Regions from separate parts of the Siniperca chuatsi genome. Here region 1 is linked to region 2. A link is a contact called in public Hi-C data. All regions are on one chromosome and are shown on one strand. Each heading gives the region's core, a stretch centred on a gene start, on an enhancer-like site or on the middle of the called end of the contact. The rest is flanking DNA. Distances are from core to core; before and after follow the strand shown.

Evidence for each region. A called contact is a pair of places that touch in the nucleus more often than the background predicts.
Region 1: a Hi-C map of an unstated tissue shows a contact between it and region 2, with 6 times the contacts expected there. The contact joins the promoter of znf407 here to the promoter of zhx2a in region 2. A contact is called at or near these places in 2 of 3 Hi-C or Micro-C datasets (skeletal muscle and an unstated tissue).

What each region holds. Positions count from the first base shown.
Region 1 is chrLG9:22,166,315-22,171,422 of ASM2008510v1, forward strand. It overlaps znf407 (zinc finger protein 407), which reads left to right and starts at 1,949. Exons shown (of 10, transcript XM_044207197.1): 1 at 1,949-2,090; 2 at 4,074-4,815. The coding sequence starts at 4,140. LOC122881256 (a long non-coding RNA gene) reads right to left here and starts at 1,835. Exons shown (of 3, transcript XR_006379135.1): 1 at 1,408-1,835.
Region 2 is chrLG9:21,951,354-21,956,214 of ASM2008510v1, forward strand. zhx2a (zinc fingers and homeoboxes protein 2a) reads right to left here and starts at 1,271. Exons shown (of 13, transcript XM_044206677.1): 1 at 862-1,271.

The DNA of each region.
Region 1 (5,108 bases), core at 699-3,198, 220 kb after region 2:
TATATATTCAGATTCACCACACTATAGCATCATATTTAGTACGGTGTTTTTTTTTAAATTTTCTTTCTTTACTTTCCAACAATATAAGCTACTAGAAATATTTTCTTCAAAATATGGCAACATTTTTTTAATTTGAAGATTTTTTTTTAAACTTCAAACAAAAGCTCAACTCTCTCACATGGCCACTGTACATTAATACGGCAGAAATGTAATGAAATGTGCTACATTCACATGCTCTTCCTAGTCCTCAGCCTGCAGATGGTAATCTCCACAAGAAAACTTCACCTCAGCTTCAAGCTAGGTAGGCTACTGATGAGTCCTGATGTTAGTCCTCAAGTCAACAACCTTCCCTAAGTAACAAAAGCAATACCTTTTTACAGAAGAATAGAAATACCCAAATTCAAGAGCAGTAAATTAACTAAAACGTACAAAATCTATTTCTTATCTATGCATGATGCCCCTCGTGGCTGGTGATGTAGGCCTACTTTGTTGTAAAACCTGTGTAAAACATGACCTTAAATGCATCGATTCCTGACTGGGTGTGTTGTACGAGTTACTCTGCTGGACCGTTCTCCGCCCACCGGGACGGTCCTGGGAAAATGAAGCCTCGCTAGCTAATGCTGGAAGCCAGAAACAAACATATGTGATCCGTTGTTTGTTTGATAATCTAAACAAAGAACACGTTTTCTTGCGGTGGCCTTTCTAAAACGTGCAGTGGTGAAAGTTACTATATTCTGTTATTATCAATGAGTTGATAAGCAGACAGCGTTAACTAACTAGCTTGTTGAAAAGTTATCTGGTACAATGGAGTTTGAGTCGTTTGTGTACCTCCCCCACTTATAATACTGGGAAGTGATTAGCCGAATTAAAAAGTGATTCACAACAGGTTCAGGCGGAAGCCGCGGGTAGCCAGAGACAAGCATGGACGTATAAGACATGGAGCCAAGGCCGCGTTACTTTCTCCCCACCCGTTTTCTGTCAAGGCCCGCCCTACTGTGCTGTAATTGGCTAGTACTCGTTACTTCGACGCGTCCTTGTGATTGGATGCTGCATGGAAGAGCTCCTAGGTGCTCCCTCGCCTGAAACTTATTGCATACATATTCTAGTTGACCTTTATTATAAAATATGACAAATCTGATCAGTTAATTTACCACACTGATACTAATAGTTCTGAGGGGAATATGTTAACAGTTCTCTAACCTTGTTTTTCTCGATAACACATGGTTCAAGATGGAGTGTAATAATGTTCATTGAATACAAGATAGATTTGATCATTTTACAACACAGGGTTGTATAACGAGATTTGGGTTGTAGTTCCCTTTATGCTACTCATAAAAACAAATGCTATGTACAAAAATGATATACAATGGATTAGTGAATAAATAATAAGTCATAAAACTATTTTACATGGTGGAGTGCTGGGGATGAAGTTAGGAGTCTCTCAGCCTGAGGGAAGAAGCTGCTCTGTCGTCTGGTGGTACGACACCGGATACTGCTGTATCTCTTTCCAGACGGCAGCAGGGTGAAGATGCTGTGGTCGGGGTGGGTACTGTGCTTTAGTACCCTTTGGGCTCTGCGCAGGCACCTCACCTCACCGATATCACTGCTGCTCGGTATATGGGTGCGGAGCGGTTTAATCACCCGCTGCCCTCCTTTCATGCGCCGTGCGCATGTGATGTTCCAGTCAGGGTGCTTCCTATTGCTCCTCTGTGAAAGTTAAAAAGAACTTGGCACGGCAAGTTGTAGTTGTGAAGCAAATGTTATATGAACAAGGGGTTAAATTGCGTATAGCTAAATTGAGTTGCATCCCCTCTGAAGATATAAAGATTTTAAACATATTTATATTTATTACATTATCGTCAACGTCAGTAGTGTCACTAGAAAAAAAGGATCTAGGAGCTAGGATCCAATCGCAAGAACGCGTCGAAATAACGAGCTAGCCAATCACAGCACAGTAGGGCGGGACTTGACGTAAAACGGGTGGGAAAACAAATAACGCCTTCTCGTGTGACGCATGGCTCACGCTACGGTACGCCATTTGTGTCTAGCAGCGAAAAGCGCGGACAGTGGAAATAGTCGTATAACAAGAGGTAAGTTTCATTGAGGTTCGACTGTATACTCTAATTATTGCTCGAGATGCTTATACTGAAACTATAGACGACTCTATGGGGTATTTTCAAGCACTGTTTCAGCAATATAGAACACTCCTTCAGAGGTCGACGTTAGCCTCCTTTTTGGGCCTCTGTGCTGCCGTCGTTTTCAAGCCATGGAGCAATCTAGACCCGCCTTTGTCCCGCTGTGATTGGATAACACAGCTGATGTAGCAATTTAATTGGACGCGCTCTGCGTATCTCAAAACACAGTTGGGAAACATGTCCCTTGTTAGCATGTTAGCCGCGGTAGACAGCACAACAGCAGTATTGACAACAACTCAAACTGGTTTGTGTCTTAGTGCAAGAGCCATTTACGCCGTGAAAAGAGTGCTATACGCAGTATTTTACACTGCAGCACTAGATGTTTGTCGTTTCCGTTTCCAACGTGCAGTCTAAAACCTGTTCGGCTAACTTAACAATACTTTTTAAGCCAGTATTAGATGCTTGGTAGTAAACTCGCTGGAAATTCACCCATATAGTCAGCAAGTCGGCAGTGTAGTTAAATTGTGTTCAAAGGCTTGTTAAATGACGACGGAGCTGTACCAGAAGCAGACACAACATTCGTGACCGTCTCTGAATGCGGTCACAACCGACACCGTTGCCTTCTGCCCAGATACTAACGGTGTATGTTCTCCGCTCTGTAGAGGGAACGTAATACCGAATCCCCAATTAAAAACCTGGAAACATAACACGAGTTAAGACCCGTAATAATTCACCTATAAGTCACTCTTTATTTCGGCGTACAATCCACCTAACGTTATCAATCCCACATACACATTAACGTCACTGTATATTCGAACTTGAAACGGTGTGCCTTCTGGAAATCCTGTAGTTATATTCTACCACAATACACGATTGATGGCGGTAGTGAGCACAATGAGCTCATTCTCAGTGTTAGACTTTATTGAAATAAAGTGCTCATTGGTTGACCTTAACAGAACCCCAATGAACCCCTAAGATCACTTTTTTATTTATTACTACATTTACATTTGCGAGTACAAATAGGCTGAGGCTTGTTTTCAGAAACAGGGCATGGCCCACTACACACACGTAAATCTAGGCAAGGGACAGTATCCAGTATTGATTTAACTCAAATCCTTATACAACAACAGGATAAATAACAGGATGAAATGTAGTTAAAAGGTATATAAAAATATATTTTCGTGACAGTTTATATATGGATCATGGAAAATGGGCTGAAATGTAATATTATGTGCTCAAGATGTCCCCATTTCATTTTACACAAACAATGAATTATATGGTGGTTGAGAAAGCTGCAAATAAGTAAAACACAAGCAAATTAAGAAACACATTCATCAGTTTGACTACACATATGTCGTAAAAAGAAACATGCTGCAAATACAGGACAGGCAAGCAAATCAGAAGCACTTCTTGAGTTGCAGTGCATTGAGCTGTCTCGGCCACTGTAAAATTACATTGCATATTTGCTACAAAAAAGGACACTTTTAGACTATTGCAACTGTGAAGCATTAGAAATATGGTTATTCATAATTAAATGTTAAGCTATACTTAATATACTATTACTGATCTAACTGTGGCAATGACTGTAGCTCTACTGAATCATGTCTACAAGCATTTAGTAATGAATCAGCAATGACATGTATGATATGTATACTCCATTAAATGACTGTAACTTAAGTGGACTTATTTTTGCTCATTTAAGAAGCAGTGACAGTCAGCTCTCATGCTGGCATGTATTTACCCAACAATTTGTGTCTGGAAGCACTAGATGGCAACATTTACTTGTGTTAAGTCAGATAGTGTTGTTGAAGGATTGATCACTTTTCAGAATCTTGTGGTTAATTACAGAATTTGTGGCTAATGCACTTAACTTGTTTACAGAATGTGTTTCAGAAAATTGAAGATGCCAAACATAAATTCTGTGTTTGTTTTTTCCAGGAGTTTGATTCCGTTTTGATGATAGCGATCAACTTCTCTGTTATATAATTATCGCAGGATATTGATATGGATAAAACATTGATATCAAGAAAGGAGGCTGTTGAGGACAAAGTGCCTGAAAATAACACCAGTGGGAAGGTGCAGCCAGATGATGTGGAAATGGAGGAAACTAGAAGAGACTCACCCAGTAGGACTGCCAATCCTGATGAAGCAGATGAGGAACTCGCTGAGAGGCTGCGGCCAGACTCCGTACCTGACGAAGGGGATAACCTCTGCACCATTTGTGGCTTCTCAGCCAAATGTCCAAGATCACTGAAGATTCACTATGCAAGAAAGCATGGAAAGAACTCAAAGAATACCAACAGAACTGCAAAGCCACCTGAAAAAAGTGAAAATATCTCTGACGTCATTCCAGCTGAAATCCAACAGGAAGTAGAAGACATGCAGACAGAAAGTGCTGCTGAAGTTAAACAAAACCAGGAGTCTGATCTTGATGAGCTGAGATCAGCAGCCAATGACAATGGCATGAACACAAAGAGTTTAACTATAAAGGAAACTTTATTGGATAAACAGCAGACAGATCAAGAGGAGGCAATCCCTACACAAGAGAGAAGAGTAAGCAAGCGAACCCCAAAACCTAAGATGATATATTCCTGCAACTACTGTGGGCAAGAGTTTAGGGACAAGTCCCCTCTAGATGTGCATATCCACAGATACCACACCAAAGACACCCCATACACATGTGAGTATATGCTATTCTGCAGTTCAGTCAAAGTTGAAATCCAGCCACACACTGAGTTCATGTTATTCTAAAGATGTTAGATAGTTTGGTCTGTATTTGAAGCAGAAATGTTCCATCAAAACATTGATAGAAGTCTTAAGCATTTCATGTTAATTATATCTAAATTCTCTTTTTGGGGAATTTTCACTTAATATAATATTGGTATTAGGTGTTAAACATTAAACATCATTTCTACATAAAAAAATGTAGAAACATTCTATTCTAAGTTTTTTCCCCATTATTTATCCATTTAT
Region 2 (4,861 bases), core at 21-2,520:
CTTCCCCTGGTTAAAGCAGAGTGTGTTGACACTGAGGAGTGCGGCACACAGACCGCCTACAGTCCGGGGCACTGGGCTCATAACCAAAGTTGATATAGTCTGAATAGAAAGAACCACGCCTGACTTTTTACAGCAGTTACAAGCCTACTGCAACGACAGGATATAAGTCAGGTCCTATGCTACAGCACTGTGTGTCTGTCTGCATGCAGTAAGAGCCGCGGTCTCGGAGGGGAGGAGGCATCACCAGGGGTAACGTTACGCCTACATCACAGAGTCGCACAAATCAAAGTCTATAAACAACGTCGGACTCCAAAAGTTGCACTCAAACCTCCGTACCGCGGAATCTGAGCGGGTACACCGGCGGCGGTGCGGAGTTTAACGGCCGTTTCCACCGGCCAACCCGAGATGTGACAGAGGGGCGCAGAAAAACACTCTCCCCAAATATTCCCCCTCTCGCCATCGACGTAACAACATGTCGGCAAAGGACGGCCATGTTTTGCTGGTTATGTCGACACGGGGAGGAGGAAAAGTAGACACGATGTTTCTCCTCTCTGCGTTCTCCCACCACGGTCACAACGTATCAAAGTGAAACTTAAACACGGGGGGGGGGGGACGTCCAAATAACAACTTGGCGGACACATTGTCTCAGCAAGCAGGTGTAAACGGCAGGGGCAGACAAAGTTCATGCGGCTAGACAAGTTAAAATATTTATACAGAGGCGTGTGGGTGTTTGGGAGCCACGCGAAGGCAGGGGAAACCAAGAGAGGCACAAAATAACAACTACACGCAGTTTTAACTTGAAGGACTTTAGGGGGAGGGGGGGCGTTTGAAAAGCAGAGGAAGAGTTTATCTATTTCTTACCTGCCCACCGTTTTGGCGCGATGCTCAGGTAGTGCAGTACAATCCCAAAGCGACTGCTGAGCGAAGAAATAAGCCAAATGTGTTTTAAACACTCTCACGGCGGTCCAATAACCGAGCAGACAACAGGCGACAGGAAAGAAAAAATTGGCGATCACAAGGAGGATCTACGCCAAAAGCCACATGATCGCCGACGTCAGAGTACGTATTTGCATGCCGTACCGGAGCGCCGGTCTCTGTCCACAGCGGGTCCATAGTGTTATGGCCGTGAAAAGTTAAGAAACAGGCTGAGGAAAGTGAAACAACTCTTTCTCCAGACGGCAGGAGCAGTGCTGGTGGCTCCATGAAGCATGCCTGCTGGTGTAAAAATGAATGAACAGCGTCTTGTTGCCGTCAAGTTGTCCCTGTGCTGATGTCTGCCTGCCTCTTGCTTGGAGCTAATTGAATATTAAAGTATCAGAGGGGGGCGTTTGTTACCCCAAAGGTCCCACCCTCCCTCTTTCACTCCGCCTACTCCTCTTTCTCTCTCCTCCATCTGACAGTATGCATGTGCATGTGAGGTGTGCAGTTGCTGCAGTGCTTTCTCAACTGGAGGCTGCTCTGCAGTGGAGAAACTGCATACATCCCCGCCTTTCATCACACGCAGGAAACATACTCACATCTGGATCCACAAAGGTTAGTCAGAGGTCAACTGATACTCAAGTTATATTGGAGAGAGAGACTGCTCTGAAGTGACACAGACAGCTCAGTGAGCTCCCACACAACAGTGACCTCCACTGGATCCACTTAAGAATTGATTCTGACCTTGGCCCATGCATGCATCACATCCCTCATGTGGCGACGGTGGAGTCATGTACAAAATTTGTACTGCAGTGATGCCTCCGGTATTCACAAAACTTGTGTCATTCATGAATAGAAAATATTATCAGATCACAGAGACAAGGGTTATTTTAATAACCTGTTTTCATTTGGTTTCAATTGGTTCAATTACAGCGCAGTGACCCTGGACTTGGATGGTATTTATTCTGTTGCTCAGGGACACTTCAGCACCGTGGAGGTTTGCTGCCATGTGGCCTGAACTTTGGCTGCAGTCTTGGGATGACACAGTCTTTCTCTAGTCCTTAGGGGATAAGCAAATGCACCAATATTGCTTTGCAAATACAGACATGTCACTTTAAAACAACAAATTCACTGATTTCTCTTAGTTTCTGAGGCAGTGATTTGTTTTCTGGAGATGCAAGGTTTCAAGAGTACAAAGCAGGACTGTTTTATCTTAAAGAGGATCTTCACTAATTTAGTATTGCACATCCATAAAGTTGGGGAACCTTTTAGAAACAGATTTTAAAAAAGTTGTTTAGATCAGTGCTGCAGAGGCTGAGATATGCTGACTTTTAGTCCCTACAAAAACACTGGATCCTACAATTCCCATGATGCAAATCAGTAGCGTCTTTTGTTAGATCCTCCCTGCCTGGTAAATGTCTTGCCTCAGTTTATAACGCAGGGTTGCCTGATGACATCATGTGAGTTAAACTGACCTTGATGTGTAAAATTGCCCCTTTAAGTTCAGTTGGATCCAAAATCACAAGAATTATACATTCTACTGTATCTGTATATAGGCCTTTAAAGCATAACTTGGGCCTTTTGTGTCAAGTTTGTATGTTTTCCCAGTGGTTGTTTCCTCTGGGTGGAGCGGTTTCAGCCAACACCAAAAGACATGCATGTCAGGTCTTAAGAATACTCCTGGCCCTGAGAACTGGAGTCGGCCCCCTGCCCCTGTGCTGCTCCTAAATAATTAGGATGCATCAAATGCAGGTGATAAACTAAAATAGAGTATAATGAACTGATTTGTTGATTGAAGTGAATACCATTTGTGTATATTTTTCCCCAATAAAACACTGGAATGCTCTAAGCAGGTTCCACAGACATGTTGGTGCCAGTGACGTCAAATAATGCAGTTTGTACCATTGAACCTATTACACAAAGCCTGCTTCTCTGTGTGTCATTGTTAATAATGTGTCTGTGTGTGTCTATGTAAAGTCACTAGTGTGTTACTTATACATATAACCTAAACAGACGGCCATTGGGTGAATTCAAGCAAAAATGTAAGTTTCCTAATTGATTTCCCCAAGTCTAATGGCAGTATAGAGAGCTGGTCATATCATTACACCAGGGTTTCTAAGCTTTAAGGTAATAGAGATAACTGAGACATCACTCATGCAAAAGGTAGTGCAGATGAAATGTATGAATATGTTGCATAAACTGTTGTACTTTTGTACTGTCTAGGCTAATGTAATTAATCTGGTTTGTTCAGTTCAAAACTGAACTAAACAGAGTACACAGTCATCTGCTCTGCAATGTCTCTATTATTGAATTAATATTAGCAGAGTTAGCCATCTCTGGCTGCTGGGAGGTTTGGGTTCATTTGAAATGGTGACTTTAGCTGGATTGGTATTTCAATTTTGACCACAAATCACTTTTAAAATGAAGAACGGTTCCAAGGTTAGGAATACCAGCTGCTTATCACAATATCCAGTGGCAGAGAAATTGTTGTTTGTGCAATAACAGCATGCCTTTTAGCCATTATTTATCTAATATTGCTTGTTCAGTTTGTGATTGACCAAATGTAGTGTAGCTATCCCTGATCCCTGAAGTCAAACTGAATATATTGTTGTTGATAATCTGCTTGAGTATTTTTAATGCTGTTACTTGCTCTTAGACCAGAACGTCAAGACAAATTCCCCTCGCTGGATGAAAACAAATATAAAAAGGAAAGCTGATAAATTGCATGTCTCCAACGATAATATGAATGGAAAATGCTGAAACATCAGAACATAGTTAAGATCAAGAGCAGTGAATTTCTCCAACCTTGTTTTGAAGGACTGTTTTACCTCCAGAATGCTTCACTATGTTGATTGAATTTTTCACGTCTCTTTTGGTCCTGCGTTGAAACCTTATTAACATTCAGGTCTCTTTTTTAGTGACCAAAAAAAAAAAAAGATAAGAAAGCGTAGTGTCTCTGATGAAGTTGTCCACCTGTCTGCTCTGATCCTCTCCCACAAAAGTCCTTCACAAGCTATTTGAATGAGTTAAGGTGATAAAGTTATCTCTTAAAGTTAGATGTCAGTTCACTGATGTTTCTCCTGCTAGTTTAATCGTTCCTTGCAGTGGTTTAATTGAGTCTTGATACCTTATCTCCAATAAATGGTTTTGATCCACAAAGGCATCTGCTTAGATGATCACACAATCAGGGCTCAGTAGAACACAGTTTACTGAACGTAGACCAATCTTCTTCTCCTTTTAAAAAGGTACACCATATGTGATTTTCTTTCACAGATAGGTGAAAGCAATTGAGTTGACAAGTCACAAGCCTTCTTAGTCTCCAGCAGAGAGGTTTTCTTGCCAGTCTGTGAACCTGTCCATCCAAACTCAGGCCAGACAGATCAGAGGACCCTACTCCCTACTGGACCAGTGAAAGCCAACATGGTTGAGACTACTTAGGACAACCCCCCCACAGCTGAGGGTCAGATTTCAGCTCCACAGATCAGAGCAACCATATACAATTTTGTCAGAACACTTTACATGACTTGAACATGTGCATTGTTCTGAAAATATCAAATGTAGCAAAGTAGTCTGTATGTGTGCACAGTGCTGTTTCAGTCATGGTCCAATATTTTGCTGACTGAGGGATGCTGGCAGCATTATTACACCTGCAAACACAAAGGTATGACAAAACCTATTTGTGTCTTATAAAATAATAAAAAGGCAAGCAATGTAAAAGCTGTGTGTTCACCAATTTTTGCCCCCATTTCACACTGGCTTTCATACTAATCCTGAAGAGTGGGCAATAGTGAAAACAGAAACAACACCAGGACTCAGTGTTATACTCGAAATATTGCAATAATTATAACATTTAAGACAGAGTATGGAAGACCATTTTTCTTTTTGTCCACATATTGCAATCAGTGTTTCTACTTTACAAAGTAAGAAAAAAACATAAAAGAAG